Linked DNA regions of Mus musculus: region 1 is linked to region 2. The links are chromatin contacts, called in public Hi-C maps. All regions are on one chromosome and are shown on one strand. Each heading gives the region's core, a stretch centred on a gene start, on an enhancer-like site or on the middle of the called end of the contact. The rest is flanking DNA. Distances are from core to core; before and after follow the strand shown.

Region 1 (4,949 bases), core at 1,150-3,649, 210 kb before region 2:
CAAAACAACAACTTTTTAAAGGCTTAAAGAAATACGGATTATCACATGAGCTGTAACCAAGGACTGTAAATAAACCACAAGCTCTTAGCCTCTAATTTCATCCCTAGAAAATTAAATTTAGCTTACTGAACACAGTACATAGCATGCAGGACCTAGTTAGTTAGTAAAAGGGTAATACTAGTAAGCCCTAGTCAGTAAGCAGGGATACGAAACACAAAATTTTCATTTGGAGCGGTCTGCTTTTGACACACCAATATAGCATGGTTGGATACCTGACAACTACAGGGCTCAAGTATTTCTCTCCCGTAGATCATGTAGTACGCTGTGTTGGGGCTCAGTCTACACTGAAAACTCTTTTTATACATGACCACGTGGCAGGTGAGACAGGGTGAGAAGATGGGGGGGGGGTGCTTGTAGGAAGGAGAGGTAGGTAGGTACCTCATTTTTCCTTAGGCCTTAGGCCCTCACCATGTTGACCTTTTTAAATGGAAATTAAGGTCTTAGATAACAGATTTGTATTTAAAACTATAAGGGAACTCAACTAGTGAACAAGAAATTTTCAATAGGAATAGAAAAGATTTCTATATAGATGTGGTGAGTACCTAAGCTTTTCTGGTCTCCTTGGAAGCGTATGCCTCACAAAGGGCAGGCTCTTACAGGAAAGGAAGCCTACGGAGGGGGAAGTCTGCTTTTGACACACCAATACAGCATGGTTGGATGACTGCCAACAAGACTAAAGTAGATTTATATCTCCCGTAGATCATGTAGTACATTTGCCTAATGCAATGCCCTAGATTTTACCAACTGCATCCACTGAAGCCCTTGCAAGCCTGCAGATCTGAACACTTCCAAGGAGGACACAGACATTTGCAGCCCACCTTCTGCCCTGACTGGCCATCGATAAAAGCACTTCCTGAGGCCACTTTCCACACTCCAACTATGGTTTTAAATTCCTGTAAATTCCTTGGCTTTAAGAAAAGTCAGGGCTGAGCCAATACATTAATGTTCAATTTGCATTCACACTGAACAGCCAGAACCCACATATACCAAAGGTCTGTTGGAAAGCTTTTAAGACTAAAAAATTCTATTATGCGGCCATAATGGACCCAACTAAAGAAAACTTGAGACTATAAATAGAACTGTAACATCACGTGGAAGGGGAATGCATTGTTTAAAATGGCACAAGGCAGTTTACAATTCAATACTGAATATCTTTTTAAACTATCAAAGGGAGCTAAGAATATGTTCTAACTAAAAAGTTTTATATGCCACTTAACTACCACTTTCAACTACATTTCGTTGTTCTGCAGCAAGTAGCTCGGATCTCTCTAAAATGATGTCACAAAATCCAAAATATTGAGGAATCCGACTCAGTCCAAGGCTGCCAACCACCAACCAAGGGCAGCCAGCGCCACAGGGCAAGAATCCATCAAGCTAACTCGCTGCCCCAGAGAATCACATGTTTGTTCTTGACACAAATGTGAGCGCCAACCTGAAGGCCATTTTTAAAGAAAACTAAATTTGCCCGCCGTGCCTATTCAGAGGGATCACCTGTCCTCGGGCAGGAACCTGAGTGGTTGTTAAGATGGCTTCTCCAAGCCAACTGGAACACAGGCACACTTGGGTACCTTCCCTGTGTAAGAGCTTTAAACAGGCGTACGCAGGAAAATCCTCTCGAGAGGAACAAGAATTTCCCAACCGTTTCTGCTCGGACGCGAACTCGCGAGGGCGAACGCTGTGTAGCCGTGGTGCGTCCCGGGGGTGAACATGCCCGGCCCGCACCTCGCAGGGCCCGGTGCCCCACCCCCCCCCGCCCGGCCCCACATGCCCCCGCCACTGCAGCCCGGCTCTCCCCGAGAATTAACTTTCTAATAATACAACTTTAGGCGGATGATCGCGGGCGGCCCCCAGACCGACGCCGACCTAGAAGCGACTTAGTGGCGCGGGGTGAGCGGCGCGCGTGGGGACCCCGGGGGCTCCCTCGACGCCAGGGCGCGCTCACCAGGTACCAGACGCCCAGCAGGATGGTGCCGGTGCGGACATGGCAGCACAAACAGCAGCTGTGGGAGTAGAACCGAGTCCAGGGAGCGACCATCTTCATAGCTCCGGCGCTCGTGGAAGTTTGTGAGAGCGTCGCTCGCTTCGTCTTGGGTCCGCTGCTCCTGCCCCTCTCCTTGGCCGCCCCGACCCTCGGACCGCTCGCCCGACCCTTGGCTCTGCACTGTACCGAGAGCTCCGAGTGGCCGCTGCGACGGGACACTGGGCTCGAAGACCGCGGCGACGCTAGGAGGCAGGGGGGAGGAGAAGCCGTGGGTCACGTGGCCTGCCCGGGCTCGTGATGTCACCACCGGCTCCAGCCAGCTGCGGGCGCTGGGAGCGCTGCGCCAAATAAATGCTTCCTTGCTGGACCCTGAGGGAGTCTCCAGAATTTTCCTCCGGAAATGGGGTGCACCTTTGGTTAGGATTCAGATTCATTCCAGCTGTGTTTGCCTCACATCTAGCTTGCAAATAACCGGTGAATGCTGTGCTAGGATTGTAGTTATCTTGCAAACTGGCGGAAGGAAGGAAAACTGCTTAGAATGATTATTCCAGTCAACTGCGGTACTTTGAACCACTGCGGAACCCGCAGAGAGCAATTTATCTCAGCTTCCCAGCTCAATTACTTTAGTAGCAATCTTTTCCCAGAAAATAGAATGTGTGTCAAGGGCATCCTCACTGTGCTTCCGTGGCATTTTTAATAATGACTGAAGTTCTAGTAAAACAAAAACAAAAAAACAATTACTGCCAAAAGATCTATGCAAGTCACAATACACAGCGTTGAAAGAGCCCAGGCAGAGGACTAGGGTCTGGGGGCGGGGGATGTCCCTCCAGCTGCTGTTTTGGATAGGATCCAAGTTTAGCCTTTGATGACCACAGTGCTAGCTAAGAAGCTCTGATAACTTAAATTAAAAGTTCGTGTGAAGCCGGGCATTGGTGGTGGTGCACGCTTTAAATCTCAGCAGTCAGGAGACAGAGGCAGGCCAGCGTCTATAGAGCAAGTTCCAGGACAGCCAGTCTAGTCTATAGAGCAAGTTCCAGGACAGCCATCCTAGTCTATAGAGCAAGTTCCAGGACAGCCATCCTAGTCTGTAGAGCAAGTTCCAGGACAGCCAAAACTGCACAGAGAAACCCTGTTTCAGGAAAGGAAAGAAGGAAGGAAGAAAGGAAGGAAGGAAAGGAAGGAAGGGAAAAAAAGAGACCATGTGAAAGTTTTATTTCAGGATTAGAACAAGAAATAAAATGGGTTCAATTTGGCCGGTCAGTGGTGGCGCATGCCTTTAATCCCAGCACTTGGGATGCAGAGGCAGGTGGATTTCTGAGTTCAAGGCTAGCCTGATCTACAGAGTAAGTTCCAGGACAACTAGAGCTATACAGAGAAGCCCTGTCTTGAAAAACAACAAAAATTTAAAAAAGTTTTAAAATGGGTTCGATTTAAATTAAAGTACATGTCAAATAAGATGAAAGATGGTTCAAGATTGGTTAGTTTCACAAAGACGTGCATCTACCACACTCTAGTTTAAACTTGGCTTCTATTCCCAGAGATACCACGTGTAGGTCCTTGAGCAAAGATACAAGCAGGATAACTGTTGTGGGAGGAATTGGAAAAGCTCGGTATTTGTTTCTTTTCTTCGTAACATTAAAGATAATTTTCTCTCTGGGATTGTCTATTGTTAGTTATGGGCTGGGGCTTTCCTCTCATGTGGAGTGTTATCTCAGGATGCAGGAGGCTCTGAGCTCCATCCTCAGGGTTGCAAAAAGAGTATATAATTATGCCCACAGCCATTAGTGAACAAAACCACAAACATTAGTATTCAGGAAAGGGATAGTAATACAGACTGAGGAATACTGCATTGAAAGACTCTGAAAATTCAAAATTAACATAGATACTGCCCTCTCTCTTCTTTTCCCACAAAGATTTCAAATTTATTAAGCAAATGACACATTGATTCAGATGAATTTTATATTTCAGAAAATTTACTATTCTAGATATGAAGTCACAGTAGCCAAATTGCTATAGATTTTAAAATATAGAATAGACACTAGCTGAAGAAAATGTGCGCAGGTGAAGCTTGGTAGGTAAACCAAACAGCTACAGGATCTTTGGAGTGCAAAAGATTACTGGAATGCAAAAGAGTGTTGCCGGAAAAACAAGAACTGGGCCAGGCATGGGGGCTCACATCGTTGATCCTAGCACTCAGAAGGGCGGAGGCAGAGGCAAGTAGATCTCCGTGAGTTTGATTCCAACCTGGTCTTCATGGTGAGTTCCAGGTCAGACAGAGCTAAGTTTAGAGGCCTTGTCTCCAACCAAACAACAGCAGAGAGAACTGGGCTTCTCCCTGTAACTTGTGTTTGGGGCTTTTTGAAGCAGAGACTCACTGTGTAGTCCTGACTCCCTCTGCTCTGTAGACCAGAGGGACCTCCAGATCTCCTGCCTCTGCCTCCCAAGGGCTGTGCATGTGCCACTGAGATTTGCACGATGCCACTATTTGCAGTACTGCCATTATTTGAGAAAGTGCTTTATTTTCATCCCTAGAAGCCTCAGGGCACAATTGTCCTTTCCTGTCCAGGATGCAGAGCAGCTTCCTGACCTCAGCCATTTTGCCCCGCAACTTGATAGAGTCTACTCTTCCATGCCTCACTGTCTTTATGTTGTCTTCTGTAAACAATTTAGATATTTTCCTCTAGGATTTTAGAACTGGAAACTTCTTTGTCTCCCAAAACCTTTCCTTTATGTTCCCTTCTCTGTTTTTTCTTTTTTCTTTTTTTCTTTTCGAGACAATCTGACTAAGTAGCCCTGTCTAGGCCTCCTTGGTTGACAGGTTGGTCCTTTGCTATGTATTGTAATGCTAAACACTGGCCCAAAGGCTTGGTTGCCTCCAGCAGGAAGAGAATCTGTGCAGAGACCAAGG
Region 2 (4,975 bases), core at 1,108-3,607:
CTGGAATTGTGATTGGTTTTTTTGTATGCATTTTTTGTTTTGTGTCAGATAACTTCAGTATACCTTGGATGACCTTAATGTATCACTTAACTTCTTTGTTTTCTGTCATATATAACTCTGATGCTCACTTTTACAAATTACATTCAGATACAACATCTCCTTGTGTTCACATCTGTTTGTCACTTTTTGCTGCCTCCCTCCCCACATGTACTGGGACCCTGATTCTCCTGAGGATTGAGGGGCCGACTGAGGGCAGTCTGAGGCAGGATGCCAGGAACTGATCCAAATTGCTATCATTCCTGTATCTGTCTGTTATCCCACCTAAATATTATGATCTCTATACTTGCTTTCTCTTTGAACAGACAAGAGATTATTGTAGAAAATGGCCAGACAAATATGGGGGCTGCCTATATTGGTCTTGCCAGATACATATGCTAGGATTACGGACCAATCATTTCATCTATCAACATTGCAAGACCCTCCTTTTCTACATACAAGACCCATGGGATTCCAGGTGGGAGACAGGAGTTGTTTGTAAACTCTACTGTAAAAATCAGCCCAGGTCCCCCGTAAGTACCATCCATACCCAGAGAAAATATGTCTCAATTGCTCAACCCCTAGATATCAGAAAAGTAGGGGAGAGGATCAAAAACTCCTCTGAGGTCCTTACCTCTTTGACATCACCCCTTATATATAGCACTAACTTGTCATTTCTTCTTTTGCTTCAAACCTTGACCTTGGCCTACCAGCTCCTTAATGTCACCAGGCCTGGACGCTTTAAAGATTGCTGGCTGTGCGTACCCCCTAGAACTAACAATGATCACTTACAGCATCTCCTGTGATACTGCCAAGTAGCCTTACCTCATCCTCTGTCAGCTGCCCTGACTCCAATATTGCCATGACTCCATACCTTACCTCTATCTCTCTCTTTGGTGTGGCAAACTGTTTTAAGACCTCCGGGACTCATTCTATAGGAACGCTGAGATCCCTAGACTGCAATAGAACCATAACCCTCGATATCATCTCTGCCACAATGCCCTGCAGTCCAGAACACTTCAATTCTCTGTGGCACTCAGGCATATCATCGCCTCCCCTCCAGCTGGTCAGGAGTTTGCACGTTGGTATTCCTTTTCTCTGAACTGGGAGTAATCCAGGAAGATGAGCCCCTGCCAATCCCAGTTGTAGATATGATAGCTGCCCAACATAAGACGGCAGTTCAGGTCGTGCCACTCTTGGTCACTATGGGAATAGACATAGGTGCTAGTAAGAGAGAAAAGAAGGGGCATTCCCCTTATGTGTTCCCCAGACAACAGCTACCATATTCCCAGAATCCACTTTGCTCACCTCCTACCTTTACTTGCATTAAGTCATTTTCCATATGAATAAGGGGAATGCCCCTCCTTCTCTCTCTTATTAGGTACTGGAATTGCAGAGATAACTTTTGTGACCCAATATAATACATTCACTTCCTGGTTTAAAAACGATCTTCAGGAAATTTCTGAAACTGTGCTTACTACCCAGAAACAGATCGATTATTTGGCAGCCATGGTGCTTCAGAACTGATGGCGGCTAGATGTCCTGACAGCTAAAGAAGGTGGTCTTTGCCTGTTCCTCCAGGAAGAATGCTGTTTCTACGTCAACCAATCCCGGATAGTGAGAAATAAAATCCAGGAGCTACAGTCATACATAAAGAACTTCAGGGATCGTGAGACCTCCAGTTCTGGGATTTTTGAAAATCCTAGATGGAAGTGGAAAGACCGTTTCGTAACACCTTTCCTAGTCATCTTCCTGGCATTATTATTTGCCCCTTGTTGGGAGCCATTAAGACAACTCTATTGTCTTGATCTCCGAATTGGGCCTCCCCCCGCCCCCCGAGAAGAAAAGGGGGTCAAAAGCGGGCCACCAATGCACCGTTCCGAGAACAATCACAGAATGTTCCAGCCTTAAGTCAGCGCCAGTTGTCCTGACCACAAGATGTACCCTGATACCACCAAGTTCCTGCTTCCCTTGTAGTTGCCAAAAGAAAAATTTCCGCTGCCCCATCCCTCCTGCTGAGAAGTACTTTCTCCTTTGCCTGTGCATTTCCGCTGCCCCATTCCTCCTGTTGAGAAGTACTTCCCCTTTTGCTTGTGCATTTAAGCCCTGAGCCTTGCTGAATACAGTGAGACTTTGATGCTATTCAAACTGTTTACGTGTTGTTTCTTGCACTTGGTTTCTGTCTCTCCCTTCCCCCATTTGGTTCTTAGGAGAAGGTCTGCTCGAGACCCTCGAATAACTGGACCTGCTGGACGGGTCACCCTCTGACTCATTAATCTTGTTACTACATTCCTTCAACAACAAATACAACAAATTTCTAACCAATCTATTAATCATTTCCTGTCACAGGATTACCAGCTGCTGCCCACAGAGGAGCCACTGTCTACAGAGGAACCTGATGCGAAGGTTTACCAAGTAGATCCCAATGGTGAAAGCCAGCTACACCCCAAAATGAATGAAGCCCCGAGACAGCAGGAAGCAGCTTAAGAGACAAGACACCCTTAGTCCCTTTTCTTTCCTTCTCTTTATAATAACAAGAAGGGAGGTATGTTGGCATCAGGACCTCCCAAACCTATGACATCACATAGGTGACAATGTGACCTATAGATTCGTCAAGACAACAGCTACCACATTCTCAGAATCTGCTTGGCTCACCTCCCACCTTTATCTGCATTAAGTCATTTTCCATATGAATAAGGGGAATGCCCCTCCTTCTCTGTCTTTCCTCCCTTTTCTTTCTGCTGCTATCTTACCCCTCTTCCCCCCAAATAAACCTCTTACACATGGAACTGTTTGGGCTAGTGTGCTGTGTTCAGACGAGAGCCCCAATTTTAACACATCAGGAGTTTTGGTGAGGAGGGGTTTATGGTGGTGGAGTTAATGGTAAGGGGCTTTTATGGTGGTGGGGGGGGGGTTATGGTGAGGATGGGGAATCAGTCCTTCTTGCTCTTGGTGTCCTGAGCATAGTCAGTTCAAACCAACCCAATAGTGGACACTTAAACTTTGCTTTTTTCCTGTAGGTAATGAAATTTGTATCTCTGCCCACTAGAAACCTCTGAATATAAATTTTATTTGGTTGCTAGATGGAAATATATATATATTTTTAAGATTTATTTATTTATTATATGTAAGTACACTGTAGCTGTCTTCAGACACACCAGAAGAGGGAGTCAGATCACGGTTACGGACGGTTGTGAGCCACCATGTGGTTGCTGGGATTTGAACTCAGGACCTTCGGAAGAGCAGTCGGGTGCTCTTACCTGCTGAGCCATCTCACCAGCCCTGGAAATATATTTCTAAACCACATCCCTTTGATTAAAACTTTATCAGTTGCACAGTCAGTGTTTTGTTTCTGACAATCAGTGGGATGCTGATATGTGGGCACAGGAGGAACTTTGGGGATGAAAACTGTTTTATACTGCGAGTCTAGTAACTGTGGGTTGTGATGGGGACATTGGAATAAAAACTACATGAATATGTACTACTTGTTGAAGTTTAATGTTTTGTAGTATTTATGTTTAATTTGTTATGTCTGTGTACTATGTCCGCTCCTCTCTCTTCTCCTGCACACTCTCCTAAGGCACGGTGGCTCTGCCTTTCTCTTCCTCCTTGTAGTCTCTAGCCTAGGAAATCTAAACCCTGTCTCTCATCTCCTCAGCCACTGGCTGTTGACACTTTTATTTACCAATCAGAATTAGCTGGGGACAGGTTCCTAGAAGCTAGGTGCAGACTCCATATCTTGGGGGCCCAGCATTTAACATGACAATAACAGCAAAAGACAAAACCTCAACAGGATCCCCAGCTGCGATTATGGACAAGAACTAAGTAAGCATCAGATCAATTTCCTGTGGACTACTCCCTGATTCTGGAGATCCAGTGTTTAGAGTGGGCTTCTGTCCTAGACCACTAAGTCTCAGACCATTTCGTGGACTTCAACATTTCCTGTACTTCTCAATGCTTACCCCTCTCTTGACTGGTCATATATCCACAGACATGTGGAGTCTCAGACAATGACCATGATGGTTCCATGGTTCTGCAACTGGTGGCTCAATCCCATTCAAAAGATAGGATTCTTACAGGCCTGGTATGGTGGTTTGAATGAGATATGACCAGTAAATTTCAGACATTTGAATACTTGGCCCAGTTACTGATGCTGCTTAGGGGAGGCTTAGGGAGTGTGGCCTTGCTAGAAGTATGTCACTGGAGGAGGGTGGTTTTGTGGTTTCAAAATCCAGACTCCATTTCCAGTTAGCTCTCTCTGCTTCCTACCTGTCATTTGAAACGTGAGCGCTTTGCTTGCTGCTCCAGGCACCATGTCTGCTTGTTGTCACATTTCCCTCTGTGATGGACTCTTAGCCCTTTGGGACCATAAGTGAAATAAGCCCTTCTATAAGTTGCCATGACTATGGTGTTCTAGCACGGCAACAGTAACTAATTCCCTTGGGAAGTCTTCTTCTTCTCTGAGACCAGGCTAGCTCCTCAGTGATCTCAATTGTGCCTGGTACAGAATGAGTGACCTAGACTAATGGAAGGGCATGGGACTAAGGGAAGTCAATGTCAATTACCTGGTGCTCTGCTGGACCATATAGGATCCTGGTCAAAACCAGAGGTGTTGGTCCCTATATATATGTGGTAGTTTGAATGAAATGGCTCCCACAGGCTCAGATATTTTAATACTTGGTCTCCAGTTGGTAGAACTGTTTTGGAAGGATTAGGAGGTGTGGCCTTGTTGTAAAAGGTGTGTTACTGGGTTCTGAGGTTTCAAAAACCACACCATTCTCAGTTCCCCTCCCTCTGCTTTGTGCTTATGTATCAAGATTTGAGCTCTCAGCTACTGCTCCATCACCATGCCTGTCTGCTCCTTTGCTCATCTCTATGATGTCTTAACTCTAACTCTCTGAAACTGTACGCACGCCCAAACAAACTTTTTTCTATAAGT

Evidence for each region. A called contact is a pair of places that touch in the nucleus more often than the background predicts.
Region 1: a contact with region 2 is called in a Hi-C map of bone marrow-derived macrophages, with 2.1 times the contacts expected there. The contact joins the promoter of Laptm4b here to the enhancer-like site in region 2. A contact is called at or near these places in 5 of 39 promoter capture datasets (the 3T3-L1 cell line, the HPC-7 cell line, macrophages and 2 more), 10 of 484 Hi-C or Micro-C datasets (the CH12 cell line, the G1E-ER4 cell line, LSK cells and 6 more), 4 of 115 datasets of contacts at active chromatin or transcription factors (bone marrow-derived macrophages, craniofacial prominence, embryonic stem cells and 1 more) and 1 of 9 other capture datasets (liver).

Annotation. Positions count from the first base shown.
Region 1 is chr15:34,235,476-34,240,424 of GRCm38.p6, reverse strand. It overlaps Laptm4b (lysosomal-associated protein transmembrane 4B), which reads right to left and starts at 2,399. Exons shown (of 7, transcript NM_033521.3): 1 at 2,003-2,399. The coding sequence starts at 2,101.
Region 2 is chr15:34,024,448-34,029,422 of GRCm38.p6, reverse strand. Gm41290 (a long non-coding RNA gene) reads left to right here. Exons shown (of 3, transcript XR_875114.2): 2 at 2,386-2,887. Among named protein-coding and RNA genes, the nearest start is that of Gm41290, 11 kb to the left of the region's middle. Within about 2 kb of position 2,357, at least 14 of the 459 cell types and tissues checked have an H3K27ac peak or open chromatin away from gene starts, as enhancers often do. A contact at or near this core is called in the HPC-7 cell line and bone marrow-derived macrophages, where this site is marked.